Linked DNA regions of Capra hircus: region 2 is linked to region 1. Evidence: chromatin contacts called from public Hi-C data. All regions are on one chromosome and are shown on one strand. Each heading gives the region's core, a stretch centred on a gene start, on an enhancer-like site or on the middle of the called end of the contact. The rest is flanking DNA. Distances are from core to core; before and after follow the strand shown.

Region 1 (4,397 bases), core at 1,026-3,525:
ATTGCCCCCCAGAGGAGGAAGTGTCAGCCCACCCCAGTACTCTTGCCTGAAGAATTCCATGGACAGAGGAGCCTGGCAGGCTACAGTCCATGCGGTCACAAAAAGTTGGACACGACTGAGTAACACTTTCACTTCAAATGTAACAATAAATAACGTATCGGTTATAAATTTTTATATATTACTGCAATTCCTGAAAACAATATGTTAACAGAATATCCAGATTAACCTTAAAAACAGACTGAAATTAATCTTTAAATGTTGCTAGTTTCTGAAAAACTGATACAGAGTTTTAATTTGCCCTTATTTTATGTCAGTGGGGAACTAAATATGCAGATAGTTTTAGACGACAGTATGTTTTGCCATCTCAAAATTTGAGAGTAACTGAAATAAGTACTCATAAAATATTAACTTCCAGTTTTTAGACTTCTGTCTAGAAGGAAGTCATATGTCTGAAGGAAAAAGTACAGGTTGATTACTATTATGAGTCATAATTAATGTAGATAGTGATACTAGGCGCAGTAATGCAGAAACTTCACGTTATATGCACAGGGTAATAGATGTGATTGTCTTGATTTTTTTAAAGTTAAAATTCATCTTAATAATTCAATGTGAGACAGTGCTAATACTGAAAGGTTAATATTTTAAAGCTACAGAAAAGCTCTAAATCATCTCCTTTATGCTGTTTGTGCTCAGATGCCCAGTCGTGTCCGACTCTTTGTGACCCTGTGGAGTGTAGCCCGCCAGGCTCCTCTGTCTGTGGGCTTTCCCAGGCAAGCATACAGGCGTGGGTTGCCGTTTCCTCTCCAGGGGATATGCCCCACCCAGGAACTGAACCCGAGTCCCTCACAGCTCCTGCACTAGCAGGCAGTCTGTGTTTTTTCTTGATTGTTTATTTGGAGGATAATTACTTCACAACATTGTGATGGCCCCTGCCATGCACTAACAGGAATCCGTCCTATGCAAACGTGTTCCCCACTTCCTGAACCTCCCTTCCGCGTCCCTCCCCATCCCAAGTTGTCCCAGAGCACTGGCTTTGGGCACCCTGCTCCATGCATCGAACGCACGCTGGTCATCTACCTGACAAATGGTCGTGTATATGAAAGGGAGAGTCACTCAGTCACGTCCCACTCTCTTCGACCGTGTGGACTGTAGCCCGCCAGGCTTCTCTGTCCGTGGAATTGTCCAGGCCAGAATACTGGAGTGGGTAGCTGTTCTCTCCTTCAGGGGATCTTCCCGACCCAAGAATCAGACCCAGGACTCCTGCATTGCAGGCGGATTCTTTACCAGCTGAGCTACCAGGGAAGCGGGAAGGTATCTGTTTCAATACTATTTTCTCAAATCATCCCACCCTCAGGCAGGCACATTCCTTACCAATAGTATTTATATATCTATATACACTGAAATGCATACAAATAAGTGCATATTAATCCTCTTCACATTTGTTTTATGTAAATAATGTACCAAAGGAGTAAATTAGCATTTGGGTTTTTCTTTAATGTGAGATGAGTGGGTAAGCATACCAAATGAAGAGGCAAAATTGTTAACTCTGAGTACTTTCTTTGCATACACTTAATAATTTTGTTGGGCTTCCCAGGTGGCTCAGTGGTAAAGACTCCACCTACCAGTGCAGGAGATGCAGGTTCAATCCCTGGGTTGGGAAAATCTCCTGGAGGAAATGGCAACCCACTCCAGTATTCTTGCCGGGAGAACCTCACGGACAGAGGAAACTGGCAAGCTACTGTCCATGAGGTCTCAAGAGAGTTGGCCACGTCTTGGCAACCAAACAATATATAATTTTGTTAGAGTCCTTTGAACAGCCCTGACTTAATTTTATTTGTTCCTAAAAGAAAAGGCTATCACAGACTTAAATTCACTCTTAAAATATAGACCTATCCAAGAAATTAAATCATACTCTAATGACTGAAATATTTGCCTGTACTTGGATAAGTTGGCAAAAAAAAACCTAAAAGCAAATATTTATACGAGTCGTTTAAATAAACGGAGGTGAGGATGAGAGGGTGTCAATCCACCAAATTTGAATGGTTTAGAAACAAGGAGGCTGTTTTTCTTTTTGCCTGTACCACATGGCTTGCAGGATCTTAGTTCCCTGAACAAGGAACCAAACCAGGACCCCTGCAAGCGCTTAGTCCCGACCACTGCTGCATCAGGTAACCCACAGAGAAGCTTCTAAGTTTGGCGAAGCCTATTAAACTTGTGTCAGCTACAAATTGGTGCTTGCCTGGGTGCTTGCCATCTGCCTGTCTGCCTCTACAAAGATTAAATGATATGCTGCAGCTGCTGCTGACCTTCAACATCCCCTGCAGGAATTCAGGGTGCAGAGCAGAAATGAGGCCTCCGTGCTAAGGGGAAAAACTGGCAGGATAGGTCTTCAGATAGATTTTTTCAGGAGCTGATTTTATGAGCCCAATTCTTGTATCTCCCCATATATAGAAAAGCACTAAAGTCCCTCATGGTGACAATTACTCCTCGTGACCAGCAAAGCCTCACGAGACCCGTAGAAACTTTAGCAAAGTATGTGCTTGACTACATGTCCTCCCCCTTCACCAGACTCACATAAATACTGACCTGCCGCCCCTGCCGCTTTGGAGCAGTGTCTCAGAGCCGTCTCAGATGCTGTCTCCTAGGCTAAAGTCCTCATTTTGCCCCAGATGAAACTGAGCTCACAACTCTCACATCGTGCATTTTCTTTTAAGTCAAGAGTTGAATGACAAAAACATTTTAGAGGCTTTTCTGCCTTTTAAGAAAATGCCTATAGCGACAGTGAAAGAGGGCTTTCTAGGTGGCCCAGTGGTATAAAGAACCCACCTGCAGTGCGGAGACGCAGGTTCCATCCCTGGCCCGGGAAGATCCCCTGGAGGAGGAAACGGCAACCCACTCCAGTGCTCTTGCCTGGGGAATCCCACGGACAGAGGAAGCCGGTGGGCTAGTCCACGGGGCCCCGAGAGTCAGACACGACTGTGACAAACAACAGTGAAAGTCACAAAGAGCTGATAAGGCTTGGGCTGGCCACCACGCTAAAGGGAAACACGCCAGTCATCTCGCTGGCGAGGAAAGCTGGAGAAATTCAGAGATGCTGTGTGCTAACTGTCAGAGCAGAAGAGATTAGAAAAAAAGATGGGAGAAGTCACGATGCACATTATATCTTAGGAGAGCTGACTTACGCACCCAAAATATTTACAATGGAGTTGAATAAAATTTTTCATGATATAATCCATAAGAGCAGAGATAGATTAACAATATTCATCCATCACTCACAGGATAATGTTAGAGGTATTACCAAGGATGTCTCCAAACTATATCCTCCCCCAAAACAAACAATCCTGACAAAATGTAAAGGAAACCAGGGGCAAAACCAGAAGCTTGAAGGTACTTTACACACCTCCAAGGGGATGTCAAACACGTGCCTCCTGCCAGCGACTACAAATGCATTCTGACTGGTGTTTATTTTCAACTGTAGATTGAAATTTTCCTTGTGAGGGCACCATAGACCTAACTAAGGCCAAAGAAACCCGAGACAGTGCTTAATTGTTTCCCAGCCTGGAAAATTCCTGGTTACCTCTCTGATAACAGAGTATCTTTTTTCTAGTACTGTTACTAGAAACACTGTTTTGCCTTTAATCCAGAAACTTCACTCTCTTCACGTCGACAGTCCTCTAACAAACAGAACTAATGATATTTTAAACTAATAAATACCAAGCTGCTCAGAAACCTTAACAACATTTTAATGTAAAAAGATCACACTAAGACTTTGCTGGTGATGCAGGGGATAAGAATCTGCCCGCCGATGCACAGGACACAGGTTCGATCCCTGGTCCGGGAAGATCCCGCATGCCACAGAGCAGCTAAGCCTGTGCTCCGCAACAAGAGAAGGCACCACAGTGAGAAGCCCCAGCACGGCGAAGAAAGAGTAGCCCCCGCTCTCCACAACTAGAGAAAGCCCACAGAAAGCAACAAGGACCCAGCGCAGCCAAAAACAAATAAAATCATTTTTTTAATTAAGAAAAAAGTTTAAAGATCACCAGTAACATAGTTTATAAAATTGATCACCTCCAGGGCCCAAGCTAGCTCCCTATGAATTAATAACATGCCACCTCAGGGACTTCACTGGCAGCCCAATAGTTAAGACTCCATGCTTCCATTGCAGGGCCACGGGTTCAATCTCTGGTCGGGAACTAAGATCCTGCATGCTGCAAGACTGAGGACAGGAGGAAAAGGAGACGACAGAGGAAGAGATGGTTGGATGGCATCACTGACGCAGTGGACATGAGTCTGAGCAAACTCCAGGATACAGTGAAAGACAGGGAGGCCTGGCGTGCTAGTCTTTGGGGTTGCCAAGAGTCGGGCCACAATACGCTCTGCAGCTCTTATTACAAAAG
Region 2 (4,397 bases), core at 1,028-3,527, 530 kb before region 1:
AGCAGCCCAGCCTGCAGTGCTGTACCCCAGCACCCCACCCTGGCCTCGATGAGGGGCCCGGGCGCTCAGAAGCTTTTCTGCCTCGAGGTCACAGACCTCCTAAGAAGAGCTGAGACTGACCCCAAAGAGTGGGCCCTGTTGCCTCTTGACAGCAAGTGATGGCCCCTTCCCCACACTGGGGAGGGGGCAGTTTTTCCAGGCCTCAGTGGTAGAGTCAGATGAAGGGGTTGAGAACTTGCCCTTTCTGGGGCCAAATGCCAACAAAGATACAACAACTTCTAGAGATGAACAATGGAACAAGTCACATCTCCCCCCACAAAATAGTAGCTCACCATGCACCCCAAACGGCTCAGAAAGCCCAAAGCCCCCCTCTGGTGTCTGCCCCCTAGTGGGTGAGGTTGGTCCAGACTGGGATGGACATCTACACACTGCTATATGTAAAGTAACTAATAAGACATCTAATAAAGACTTCTAGTGTAGCTCAGGCAACTCTCTGCATGACTTACACAGGGAAGCAAACTAAAAATCAGTAGATGTATGTACGTATGCGACAGACTCACTTTGCTGAACCCCTGGAATTAACGCAACATTGTAAATGTACTATACGCCAATAAGAATTAATAGAAAACCAACAAGAAAGCCCACAACCAGCGGAGAACACCACCTGCTACCTACACCACCGTCCTGCAGGTCAGCTCAGGAGTGACCCACCCCTCCCACTTCCCCTCAGGAGAGCAAAAACGCGCTCTTGCGTCTTCCTCCTGTGACTCAGTTAGGAAGGCTCCAGGGTGCCAGGCCCTTTGCTTTGATCTCAAACACAGGTCCCCACCAGTGCTGCTTTGAGCCCTTCCTTATGGACAGAGCCCTGGAGGGGGGCATGGCAGCCCACTCCAGTATTCTTGCGGGGAGAATCCCATGGACAGAGGAGCCTGGTGGGCTACAGTCCATGGGGTCACAAAGAGTCAGATACTACTGAACGACTGTGGACGGAGAGATTGAGGCACATCTAGCCGGAGGGGAGCCCCCGGGCACTCAGAGCTCTGTCCCTAGCTGCCCCTCTCCGCTACCTGCACACGAGCAGACACCAGTTGTAGAAGACAGGCACGGCGATGACGGTCAGCCAGTGGTAGTACATGTTGCTGGAAGGGTCCACCACCACGCTGTCCTTCTTCTTCCTGGGAATGCCCACACAAACAGTGCAGTGTGTTGGAAGTCTGCAGCTCTGGAGGGGTTTAGAGACCTGGTCTAGCTTACAGACCCCAGGGCAGCTGTGGGCTGCAGTGGAAGAGATGACTTCCCAGATAGGGTGCTATCAATCTCAGCGGGGGTCATGTGGGTGTCCCTGTAGAGGGCCTTCTCTGACAGCCCCAGGAAGCCACGGTAACTCTAAAACCATGGTGATGACATTCCCACATGCCCTGTGGTGTCATCCAGGCACTGCAGGGTGCCAGGGAGGAAAGTGGAGCACAGTATGTTGGAACCACCTCAGGGAAGCTTTGGGAAAATGCAAGTTCCCAGGCGCACCCAGACCCCTCCCGGGCTGGGGTCTGGAAATGTGCATTTGACCCTCGCCCCAGGCGGTTCTGAGGCAGCTCCTCTCTGGACTGACCTTGGGACCCCGGGGCTCCCCTTCAGGAAGGTGCTCTGTCCGCTTTACTAACTGCATTTGTGCAGATGTTCTAAAGCCTCACTTCCGAGCACTGGGGTCCTGCCTCCCACCGAAAACCACCAACCTGGGAATCACTGCAGTTATGTCAGCCAAGACTGAGTGGAAGAAATAGCTTAGGGTGCTTTCTGCTTTCCTTTTCAGGATTTTCGGAGGGTTAGAATTTATAGGTGGTACTGGAGATCTTTTCTTTGGGTCCACCTGTCTCCTCCCCCATGCCAGCTCCCTACCATGCCCACTAGGCCTGCAGAGCTGCTCCTCCCAGAGGACATCCTGGGTTGCCTTTCTGCACCTCAACTCAGCAAATGCAAGATCAGTTTCTCACTGACGGGGCTTTGGACATTCCCAACCACCAAGACTCATCATCACTGGGTTTGAATTAGTTTGTGAACATGGTATTTTCTAGTGCCCGGGAGAGGGGCTCCTCATATCCCAACTGTGAAGATGACATGGTGGGCAAACAGAAAGCCCCAGGAGAGGGCACTGGAGCAGGCTCCCAGGGAAGTCCCCAGCTGCCCACCCAGGGCTGCAGACCACCCTGCCTACCTACAAGCCCCACTCTGAGGTCCCCGACTTTCCCCGCAGAATGAGACCCTCACATGATTTCAGCAGGCCTGATCCCTGCCTGAAACCAAGTCCTTTTCCATAGCCCTAAGCAGCCCCCTCTCCAGGGCTGACCCCGAGGCCCCACGGGGTCAGCCCCTCTCTCCTCCCCGGGGAGGGACCAGGCGTGCTGTGACCCCAGAACTTCCCCTCTTTGGGGGCAGTTTCTCTTAGTACTTACTCCTCTTTCTTGGGGTCTTCCTTTTTCTCTTTCTCCTCCTTTTTCGCCTTGTCACTGGATGACACAGGGTGATACTTAGCAATTTTCGTATACCACGGGGAGAGGGCAGGCCACTGTGACTGGAGGAGAGGGCGTGGTGCAGGAAACTCATCTTTCCAGCACACTGGGGTGAAGCGAGCTTACTGATTTCAATAATAATAATGTCAGGAAGCTGATGCACAGAGAGGTCAGGTAACTTGCCCAAGGTCACAAAGCTCTTAGGTAGCTGAGTTGGGATACAAATGCTCTTAACCAGTATATATATTAAATGTATAGCATGTATGTGGTGCTAGCGGTAAATAAGAGACGTGGGTTTGATCCCTGGTTCGGGAAGATCCCCTGGAGAAGGAAAAGGCAACCCATGCCAGTATTCTTGCCTGGAGGATCGGGGAGCCAGTCCATGGGGTCACAAAGAGTCAGACACGAGTGAAGTGACTTAGCGTGTATGTATGTATGCATCTATTTATCTACCCATCTATATTCTCGATACATAGACCTAGAGAAAACTTGGAGGCGTATTTGCCAGTATGTGTTTCTCTGATACTGGGGTTCAATTGTTAACACAGAGTATACTTTTGTGGTTGTGTGCTCATGGGTGCTTTTCTATGTCCCAAGTTTTTGACAGTGAGCATATTAATAGATTGAGTAGAAACAAAAAGTTATAATTGGTGAGTCTGTTCCCTTGAATAGACTGGTCTTTCAGCAGCTGAAGTCTTAATGCCAAGACACCAGCAGAGGGCGCTGCCCACAAGCTTATTGGGCACACTGAGCCCTGCTGGGAGTTTAATTACACCAGGCTCTGCCACCCTTGTTCAGGATTTGTGGCCTGGGTTACAAGCTTCGGCCTTTCCTCTGGCTACCAACCTGCTGAGGCCTAGGGAAGACCCTGTGCCATCCATCTGTGTCCCCGAATACACCCAGCACTGACTCAGGGGACCTGCACAGAGCTACGAATCGATGGTGGCTTTGACTGAGAACAATTTGATCAGGAGAAGGAAATTTTCAGAACCCGTGGACTAAGCGAGAATGACATAAATGTGGTGGAAGAGTGGGGGAAGGTGTCCATAACAATTACTTCTGTATCTTTGTGCCCAGGTGGCCCCATTTGGGAACAGTTCCCAGTTTTGTCCTTTGGTCCTTGGACCCATAGTATGAGCCCCTCTGAAAAGATTTATCAGAGCCTGATGCAGCCGACCGCATCCACCCCCATCCTTGCCCACATCCTAGCCCCAGGTCGGAGGAGCCTGGAGACCCACCCACAAGACCTCCACCCAGCCGGGGGTCCTGAGTCTACTCAACTGCAGGACTTCCAAGGGTGTTTGATGTCAGGTTTGCCTTGACATCAAGCACATTTCAAAACAGCTATCATTTTGCAGATTAAATCATTTTGTTTTTCTGACATTTGGGTCTCTGGATTTGATGTCCCAATTTGGATTAGGAGTTTGAGATCAGGTCAACTCTTTGTGACCCCATAGACTGCAGCCCACCAGGCTCCTCTGCCCATGGAATTCTCCAGGCAAGAATGCTGAAATGGGTTGCCATTCCCTTCTCCAGGGGATCTTCCCAATCCAGGGACTGAACCTGGATTTCTTGCATTGTAGGCATTATTACTGTCTGAGCCACCTGGGAAGCCCTTCTTTTTTTCACTTCAAGGGAGAAATGGATTAAGCATTGGGGATTAGCAGATGCAAACTATTATATATAGCATGGATAAAGAACAAGTTTCTACTGCATAGAACAGGAACCTATACTCAATATCCTGTGATAAACCACAATGGAAAGGAGTCTGAAAAAGTATATAAATATATAAAACTGAATCACTCTGCTGTATACCAGAAATTAACACAACATTGTAAACTTATTTCAATTAAAGAAATAAATTTAAAAGACAACAACAACCAAAAAACC

What was found. A called contact is a pair of places that touch in the nucleus more often than the background predicts.
Region 2: a contact with region 1 is called in a Hi-C map of blood, with 7 times the contacts expected there. The contact joins two enhancer-like sites. A contact is called at or near these places in 3 of 5 Hi-C or Micro-C datasets (blood and liver).

Annotation. Positions count from the first base shown.
Region 1 is chr11:3,027,814-3,032,210 of ARS1.2, reverse strand. No RefSeq gene overlaps it. Among named protein-coding and RNA genes, the nearest start is that of ACTR1B, 130 kb to the right of the region's middle. Within about 2 kb of position 2,275, at least 2 of the 5 cell types and tissues checked have an H3K27ac peak or open chromatin away from gene starts, as enhancers often do.
Region 2 is chr11:3,554,646-3,559,042 of ARS1.2, reverse strand. It overlaps CNGA3 (cyclic nucleotide-gated cation channel alpha-3), which reads right to left. Exons shown (of 9, transcript XM_005686265.3): 6 at 2,451-2,504; 7 at 1,068-1,175. Among named protein-coding and RNA genes, the nearest start is that of CNGA3, 32 kb to the right of the region's middle. Within about 2 kb of position 2,277, at least 1 of the 5 cell types and tissues checked has an H3K27ac peak or open chromatin away from gene starts, as enhancers often do.